2 separate regions of the Hordeum vulgare genome follow, and region 2 is linked to region 1. A link is a contact called in public Hi-C data. All regions are on one chromosome and are shown on one strand. The core of a region is the stretch at or near the end of the contact, and the rest is flanking DNA. Distances in the headings are between cores, read along the strand shown. Region 1 has its middle 44 kb from the start of LOC123403201. Region 2 has its middle 230 kb from the start of LOC123406039.

Region 1 (5,058 bases), core at 104-2,603:
AAGCGAGATATACTAGACCTACGTAAGTATTACAACTACGTAATTTAGGTCTCTCCTGCCACCAACATATCGATTGATGTGACTCTACGTATGCCTCCCACACAAACCATTGAGTTGTATAAACATTTTATTCATGAGTTGATTCTGAATTTTTGTCACTCGTTAATTACGTTAACAAATTTTAGTCACAGTACAATGTGGAGTGAAAACCAGGACAGAGATAGTACGAGATAGGAAAGTACACTATGTAGGCCATAATTACTTGGAAAGGGAAAACTATATATACACAAAAATAATTAAAGTTGGATTTCTCAAAAAATAAAATTGAAGGTTGATGCAGCCCACCTTTCTCATAAAATTCTTCCAAGCTAAGCAACATCAAAACATCTGGCATTTCTTGTAACACTTTTTGTCATACATAATACACCCATAATGAGACCACATGTCAAGTTGCACAATATTTTAACGTATTCATGTTGCGTTATATCTTTTTGACGAAGAATTTAAGAAAGGTGTCGATGTGTATGTGCATGGAAATTAAGTTTGACCCTCCTTTAATATCTTCATTCACCCCGAAATTTCCGTCCCCTCCACCCTTTCGTTCCTTATTTTTTGTTTCCTCCAAATATTTTAAGTGTCACGCTCATTCCCCCCAACCCATAGTATAAAGCTTCTTCCCCATTCATCAAATGAGCCCACAACCTCATTCGGACTGTCTCCCCCCCCCCCCCCTCGCCCTTATATGTCTCTTCTTTCCGAGATCTAGTCCACTTGTGGTGGCGAAATGGATCACTCCCCGGCGTCGGCATAGCCAGCATACTTCAAAGCGGCAAACGATGTAAATTTCCCGAGTCAACCCCAAAACCTAATCCTCAATATTCAGGAAATATTTTGATTTTGTCAATCTTTTTGAAGCCAAAAATATTTTCTTATTCACAACAATTTTCGAGCTTATGAACATTTCCTTAAATATTTGAACTTTTTTTCTGAAATTCATGAACATTTTTAATTTCTACGAACCAAATTTTACGCTGCAAACATTTCTCAAGGTCACGAACTTTTTAAAAATTCAAGGAATTTTTTTGAGTTCATGAACATTGTTTTTAGAATTTATGAACTTTTTAATAAAATTCATGGACTTTTTGAGGCCGTGTATATTTTACAAATTTATGAAGTTTTTTCAAAGTTGCAACATTTTTGAAAAATCTTTTAAAAATTTTGGAATTTTTTTCTAAAATTGAACGGTCCACTCGACTAGTCGAACCAAGCGAGCGAGTTGGGGGTGAGTGCGTGAGGAAGAGCTGGTCCAGCCCATAACACGTGCGTGTGAGCATCGGTTGAATTTGTTGGCGCAAGCAACGTTTGTATAAGGCCTGTCGTGCGGGAAAGTCACCAAACCGTGAGAGTTATATCTCGCTTAGTATAAGACTAGCTTCTGTCTCGCCGAAGCTGGAGGACCCGTTCATAGCTTTCGACTGACCAATCCTTACACGAGTTCACTCACACGTTGGTGGCGTATGTCACGTTTATTTCTGTTCTTTTCTTTTTCGTTTTCTCTCTTTTTTTAGTTTAACTTTCTTTCTAAACATGTGTCTCGTCGATTTACTGGAGTTTTTCACCGGTTTACTTCATTTTATTTCTGGTTTTTGTTGTTTTCTTCTTTTTTTCCTTTGCTTTTCCTTTGTTTTCTTTTGTTTCTTTCTCCAATATATTGAAGTTTTTATTTTTTTTTTCTAATTTCTGATTATTTACGTCTTTGTTTGCTTCTTTATTGGTTTTCATCAGTTTCTCTTTCTTTCTTTTTCGGTTTTCACTTTTTCACTGGTTTTCATAAATTTCGCTATCTTTTTTTGATTCCTTATTCTTAAAATTATATTGGCCTGTTTGGTTACCTTTTCGCTCAACACATGTAAAGTTATTAAATATTATATATTTTTCGTATACATCAGAAACATTTTTTAGGCACATGTAAGAAAAAATACATGACTGACATTTATAGAAAACTATTTTTTATGTCTAATATTTTCCAGACTCACACATATTTATATACATGTCTAACATTTTTGAAGTACAGGATTACCATTTTTTAATACAAGTTCAATACTTCTCAATACACATTGTATATATATTCACAAACATTGTATATTTTTCGTGTACGTCAGTAACAAGTTTTTCTATGCATTTACCATTTTTATTGTCTATTATTTCAAACAAATTGCCCATTTATTGGTATATATCGAATACAATTTCTTAATATACGTTCAACCTTTTCAAATACAAAAATATTTTTTTAATACTTGATCAATTTGTTTCCATAAATAGTTTATCATTTTTGAGATATTTCATAATTTAAATTTCAGTAAAATGATTAAAAATAACTAATACGTTGTCCATATTTATGACATATATATTTAACATTTTCTTAACATTATTTGAATGCAAGATAAAAATTATTAGAATACATGGTCAACATTTTTTCTATAAACACTAAACATTTTCAAAAGTTTGAATATTTTTTTCATGATTAATATTTTGTTTCAAGACATGGTCAATATTTTCTTAATACATTTCCATCATTTTTGGAATATACGGTCAACAATTTTCTACATATATTTAACCTTTTTAATGCTTGATTAACATTTTTCAAATACAAACTTAACACTTTTTATATATGATCAACTTTTGTGTCTACATTTTTTGCATACATGAGAAACATTTTCTATATATGCATTTAACAAATTTTATTGGTTGGTTAACCTTTTTAAAAATGTTGTTATGTAAATACTTTTTTGTAATATATTTATTTAGAGTTTTTAGAAGTATAAATATTTTTCAATAGACGCACCAATATTTTTGTAAGACTACACTATTTATTTTAACACAGGTTTTTTCTGTTGAAGTATGCGTGTTTATTTCAAAATATAACAAAACTTAAAGAAGAAGAAGAAAAAGGAAAGAAAACGGAAAACCATAAAATCGAGTGAATGAGTGAAAAATGATCAACCAAACAACACGATTGGGCTGGCCCATTACTTCGCTTGTCTCGTTGGAAGCGAGACATAGTCACATCCTCATACTAGTAAAAATGCACGTGCAATGCACGTATCCATATGCTTGTTAGTATAAATAAAATTAGTAATAAAAATAATAATAAGAGAGTGTCTTCTTCGTGGTGATAGATATATGAGATATTAGTAAACAATGGGTTTGAATCTAACTGACATGTTTATTACATTGTTATAGAATTTTATTTTAGAAAACGACATTGTAAGGTCGTTTTTATTTATTAGGTCTCCATGTACACAAGCAAGACATTGATGCTTGGGAAAGTCCGTCAGGCCATGAGAGGTCTCGAAGATAGCACATCATATAGGGGGCAGGGGAGGATTACTATCTATAGGTGACTGTAAATTCTCTTTTTTGTGCACACGGGTTGTTTTCAGTATTGCTTGTTTTTTGTGCCATGCGAAGAATTACTAAGATCTGCAATGAAAATGGATCAAAAGGATCATCTTGTATTTCACAAATTGCATGGTTTGGGTCTTGATATGATGACATGTCCATTTTTCAATAGTGAGGAAACAGTGTCAAAATAGTAGTAGTCATTATTTTATATTGAGTACACACTAATGCTTACCATGTGTCGTGAATATGTAACTCTCATCAACTTCATCATCATCTTTAGTCATATATTCGAATTGCCCAGATTCATGTATACATTAATTTGTTAATTAGTAAATTAATATTTTAGGAGAAGTAAAGTTGAAAATGATTGATACATCATAAATAGCTATGGTACACCTTTACAATTGTATTACCTTCTAGAGGAGTAAAACAACCATTTGGGACATAGATGGTGTTGTCATGGTCTTCATGATCATTAGCTACAACATGTTCATGTGTTTCCTTTCCCGTACTACTACAACTTGCCCCATTAGAAATTATCCTTCTCTTATGTCTGCAAAACAATGTTTAGGTGGAAACTACTCGACATCCAATACGGGTGTGGCTATCTCATATATATAAGAGGTATACAAGATACACGGGTATACACGAAAGCTTTACAAATACACAGTCTAACACCCTCCCTCAATCATAACTATGTCCTGAACTACAAAGCAAGTTAAGATTGCGTCTGCATCCCTCAAACTGTGGTTGTGGAAGTGGCTTCGTGATGATGTCAGCAAGTTGATCCTTGGAAGAGATGAACTTGATATGAAGAACCTTATGTGCAAAGCGTTCCCTTACAAAGTGATAGTCAACTTTGATGTGCTTGGTACGAGCATGAAAGACTGGATTAGATGAAAGATGTGTCGCACCAATGTTATCACACCAAAGAACAGGTGGCTGCTGTTGAGAGAGACCTAACTTTCTTAACAGAGACTGTACCCAAATAAGCTCAGCCGTGGCATTGGCAACCGCCTTGTACTCTGCTTCAGTGCTACTCCAAGATACTTTGGCCTGCTTGCACGCGCTCCAAGCGATCAAGTTATCTCCGTAAAAGACAACATAGCCCCACATTGATCGCCGTTCATCTGGACTCCCAGCCCAATCAACATGAGAGAATGCCGAGAGAGCACACGAATAGGTAGACCGAAGATGCAAGCCATAGGAGACAGTATGAGAGAGATAACGCAAGATACGCTTCGCAAATGACCAGTGTGAAATCCGAGGAGCATGAAGATATTGGCACACACGGTTTACCGCATAGGAGATGCCAGTCCATGTAATAGTCAAGTACTGCAAAGCTCCAACAACACTACGATACTCAGTAGCATCATCCGAAGGGAGCAAGTCACCATCCAAGGCTGATAACCGATCTGTTGCAGACATAGGGGTGGTAGCATGCTTGCAAGGCAACATACCGGCATGATGTAACATATCCAAGGAGTACTTATGCTGAGTAAGAGTCGGACCAGCAGAAGATCGTGAAACCTCCAGGCCAAGAAAGTTGTGTAGAGCCCCCAGATCCTTGACAGCAAAGTAACTACTGAGAGCAGACAAGACACGATCCGCAATAGACATGGAGGAGCTGATAAGAATGATGTCATCAACATA
Region 2 (5,114 bases), core at 986-3,485, 320 kb after region 1:
CTCATGGCTAACTACTTAGCCACATTGCTTGCAAGCTCATTGTGATGTTGTATTACCAAGTGGGTGCTGAGATACCTCTCCGTCACACGGAGTAACAAATCCCAGTCTTGATCCATGCCAACTCAACAAACACCCTCAGAGATACCTGTAGAGCACCTTTATAGTCACCCAGTTACGTTGCGACGTTTGACACACACAAGGTACTCCTTCGGTGTGAGTGAGTCGCATGATCTCATGGTCATAGGAACAGATACTTGACATGTAGAAAACAGTAGCATTAAACTCACACGATCATGTGCTACGTTCATAGTTTGGGTCTTGTCCATCACATCATTCTCCTAATGATGTGATCCCGTTATCAAATGACAACACATGTCTATGGCCAGGAAACTTTGACCATCTTTGGTTAACGAGTTAGTCCTTTAGAGGCTCACTAGAGACAGTGTGTTGTCTATGTATCCACACATATATTTGAGTTTCCAACCAATACAATTCTAGCATGCATAATAAATGATTATCATTATCATGAACAAGGAAATATAATAATAACCACTTTATTATTGCCTCCAGGGCATATTTCCAATAGGAAGGGGTCCCGACGGCGGGCTAGGGTTTGAGACGCCCGAGTCGCCCCTGCGGGAGCGACGCGGGGGGCAAACGAGGGGGATTCCTCAAGGAATAGATCACGATACCTCTCGACTATGGGGCACTGGCCCTCGCATGTGCACTTAGCGATTGTTAGCTACTAACTGATTTGGAGGTATTAGCAAAACCAAGGAAGGAGCAACTAGCTCGAAGCACAAGGACGTCATCATGGGTGCAGCCTCCAACGAATCATACAGAGTTTAATAAGGATGCGGTGGTGATGAGGAACGGGAGTTATGGGTCGGTTGCAGTGGTGAGCCATGATATGGAGGGTACGTTCCTGGGAGCTTCTTGTATTACAGTGAGACATATCTCAGACCCGGAGAAACTTGAAGCATTGGCGGTCCATGAAGCTTTAGCTCTAGCAGATGATCTCTATGTTCAAAACATACATGTGGCTACGGACTATAAGGTAGTGGTGGACGGATTAAAGCAAGGTTCTTTTGCTGAATATGGAGCGATAACACATGAAATCATTCGATATTCGGCTTTGTTCTCATCTTGTATATATAGTCCACGAGTATAGGAGCTCGAATATCGAGGCTCACAATCTCGCTAGGCATACTTTGTCTTTAGGGTTTGGCTGCCATGTTTGACTTGGACATCGTGATGATCTTATATTTGTACGAGAGAACATTTCGATTACTTAAATAAAGCTTGTTGAGTTGTCTTAAAAAAAGCTAATCTCTACTAGAGCTAAAGTTTAAGAATGAACTACAAAGCGAGATGTGAACACATTTTGAATTTTTTTTACATTTCTTTGAAACTATACACATTTTTTCAAAGGTTATTAACGTTTGAAAATACGAACATTTCCAGAACAGGGCAAACAATTTTTGATATTTTATGCATTTTGAACAAGCAAACATTTTTGGAATTGCGAACGTTTATTTTATGTTCTATCCTTTTTGTACCAATGCAAGTAATTTTTGAAAGATATGACATATTTGAAAGACAATAGTAATTTCTCAAAAAGTGATTATTTTATAAAACTATTATCATAAATTCTGAACAATTTTTAAAATTGGATAATTTGGAAACAATTAATTAATCTAGAAATCCCCAAAGAATTTTGTCGAAGCTCTGAACATTTTTCGAAATTCTTGAATATTTTTTGAATTTATGAATAAAATTTGGAAAACATGAACATTTTATTGAATTTCAAAGTTTATAAAACCTAGAAATTTTTGGTAAATTACGAATTTATTTTGATTTTCTGAGAAAATTTGATGAAAGGAAACATTTTTTAAATTGAAATATTTTTTAAAATGCAAAACAAAAATTGAAAAAATCTGAACATGTTTTAATACATAAATCGTTTGGCTAAATATATGAAAGGTCTTTGTATTTCCTGTTTCAAACTTTTTATAAAGAATATAAAAAGGAAAAGAAAATAAAATTAAAAAGAATAATACAAAAGAAACAAAAGGTGGAAAGATATAATGGCAAAGGATCCTGTTGTACATTGGTGCTGCCAAAAATGTGCCAACCCATGTGGTTTAGCGATAGTTTGCTGCAATACGCGTCATATAGGAAGGAGGTGTCGATACAGCGCTCAGGTCGCACGCGAGCACGACCTGACGGGCGGAAGATCCGATTTAACGCCCGCAGGCGTCAAAAGGATGGGGCTTTGCTGAAGCCTGGCCACCCGACGCCCCAGTTTGGTCCGACCATGGTCGTTCTACCTTTTTTTCTTCCTGTTTTTTTCTCATTACTTTTTATATTTTTATGTTTATGTTTATGTTTATTTTATTTAATATCATTTTAGTTTTTATATTTATTTCGTATTACACACAATTCATTGCATGTTTATCTACACAATTGTTCATCGTATTTTAAGAAAAACATTGTCATATTAAGAAAATGATCAATATATTGTCGGAAAGGTTCATTTTGTCTTTTTGAATTGTTCAACATATATTGAAAAATATGTTCGATGTGTACTTATATATTGTTCAGCATATATCACTAAAAAATTCCAATGTGTATTTAAATGTTTATTCAACGTATACCATAAAATACAAAAAAAATCCATATAAATATTGGTCAGCATACGCTCGACGATCGTATGGGATGGTCCATTTTACTTTCTTTCCTTTTCCTTTCGTTTTCTTTTTTACTTTTTTTTAAACTTTAGCCTCTTTTTTATTATTTTCTTTTTATCATTTTTTGCGAATTTTCTTTCAAATTCATGAACATTTTTTTTCATCGAATTTGAAAACTACTCATCAATGTATAAAATGTTTAAAAATTAAAAAAAATCATTGGATACATTTTTTTCATGAGATTTGAATTTTTGTCATCAGAATTCAAATTTTGTTCATAAAATTTGGAAAAAAAAGTCATCAAATTCGAAAGTTGTTCCTGATTTCAAAAAATATTCATGAAATTGCAAACGTGTTAATGGAATTCTAAATTTGTTCATCCTTTTTTCGAAATCCTTTTTTCGAAATAAAAATTTCTCTTCAATACAATTTTTGTTCCTCAAGTTAGAAAAATTCTTCAAATTCAAATTTTGTTCATCAAATACAAATTAGATATTCCTAATTTTTGTAAAATTCTCTTTAAAATTGTCCGCCTATTTTTATGAAAATTATGATCATTTTTCTAAACCGTGAACATATTTCGAGTTCTTGAACATGTTTTGAAACTGCATGCATTTGGAACACATGAACAAGTTTTTTGCATAGGCGAACATTTTTAGAATTCAGGAACAACGTCTGAACACACGAAAAATTATTTTTAAAATCACGTCCATTTTTTTAATTGATGAACATTTTTTAAAATTCATGAGTATATTTTCAATTTATGAACATTTTTTAAACCACAAACATTATATGATTTGCTGGAACATTTTTTTTTAATTTGAAAGTTTTTTCAAATTCAGAATGACTTTAAAGAAGAAGAAAATAAAAAACAAAACATAACGAAACAAGAAAAACTAGGGCATTAACCCTTGCTCATAGGCCAGCCTGATAGGGGCGCGCAGGTGTCATGCATGGAATAGGGTGTCCCATGTAGGATATGCTAAATAGGGAGCTGCCTTGCGACGATTAGGCCGGCCGCAATTGTAAGTACTGATTGCAAGTTTACAACCAACCATGACAACTTTCCATTATCAACAACTGGGCCCATACAACAAGATTATGTACCGGACACATCATGTGTACACAAAAATAGGCTCATAGCAGTATTAGTATATGTTACGCATTTTGAGAAATGTGTGACATGTAACAAGCTTCGTGACATCACACACTCTACCCCTCCTCATCGAGAGAGTGAGCCAACACATCTTAAGGACGAAGTCATTACAAGTGTCTCGTAGCCGACAAAAACATTATGTTTTACTGAACAAACATTGTTGGACCTTTGATAGAAAAATCAGAACAGTGTGAATATCAATGTTAAGTCTAGAAGACTCACTTGAACTGCGGTAGGCTCGTTCCATCACATGAAAGATACAGTCAATTCACAACGTGCACTTTAATCTTCTCTAGTTCTCTTTGTGGATTTATCAATTTTTACAAGTGCCACAAATCGTGTAATAGATTGCATCATGTGCCGTGACATTACATGTAAGACCCAAAAGCCATCTAAACCCCGCACAATGGACGGCTTATCATCACATCGTTCCAACCGCTACGTATCTCTGCCAGCTTCTTTCTGATTGGAGCATCAAAAATGTCTTTTCTCGTCAAGATCACGTGACTATTTGGCATGTCTCGCATCTACGTGTTCTATCAAACAAACAAAACAAGTCACATCATCACCAAATCGGCTCTCGCCTTATGCCTCAGGTAGGCCCGGGAAACTACATCTTCAATCTGTCGTGGAGAAACCGTGGAGTATGTCGGTGCCAACACACAGGGCCCTCCAAACAGTAGCCGATCGATCGTCGTGACATGAGCACACCAAAATTAAGTGAAAACAAGAAGTGGTGTACGTGTTTACTTAGGCAGGATACTTCAGCGGGAACTGTCGAATACATATGAAGCGTGAAATGTTTGTGAGGGTATTGATTTATAGATATATTTTTACCGCGGACCAGTGGAAAAAACCCTGAGTAATTCGATATACATGGCTGAGATTGGTTTTTGTGTGACTAAGGACATGATGTGTACATGTATAGTAGAACCATTCATAGTGAAGTTGCCATTAACTCTTGTCATCATTTTGTGCCTGAGCGTGCTGCTTCATGGGGTACACTGCGAGAGCATCATATGATGTTTTTCTTTAGATGGAAGAAATTGTCTGGAGAATCTGAATTGGTGGATTTCCAGTTCGATCAGTGATGAACACTAAGACCGTTAACAACGCAATTTTGACCTTTTTATTTCTAGCAAGATCCAGGGAGTGTTTTCTTAGCATATTACCACATGGAACATTGACATGCCAAAAAAGGAGAACTTAGGGTTCCTTAGATGGTTAGCTTTCTTGTGGTGGAACTAGTCACTAGGGCTCAAGTTCAT

The links. Hi-C and Micro-C count contacts between places; a contact is called where the count stands out from the background.
Region 2: a Hi-C map of seedling shows a contact between it and region 1, with 3 times the contacts expected there. The contact joins two enhancer-like sites. A contact is called at or near these places in 2 of 6 Hi-C or Micro-C datasets (leaf and seedling).

Annotation. Positions count from the first base shown.
Region 1 is chr6H:378,263,163-378,268,220 of MorexV3_pseudomolecules_assembly, forward strand. No RefSeq gene overlaps it. Among protein-coding and RNA genes, the nearest start is that of LOC123403201, 44 kb to the right of the region's middle. Within about 2 kb of position 1,354, at least 3 of the 3 cell types and tissues checked have open chromatin away from gene starts, as enhancers often do. A contact at or near this core is called in leaf and seedling, where this site is marked.
Region 2 is chr6H:378,580,111-378,585,224 of MorexV3_pseudomolecules_assembly, forward strand. No RefSeq gene overlaps it. Among protein-coding and RNA genes, the nearest start is that of LOC123406039, 230 kb to the right of the region's middle. Within about 2 kb of position 2,236, at least 3 of the 3 cell types and tissues checked have open chromatin away from gene starts, as enhancers often do. A contact at or near this core is called in leaf and seedling, where this site is marked.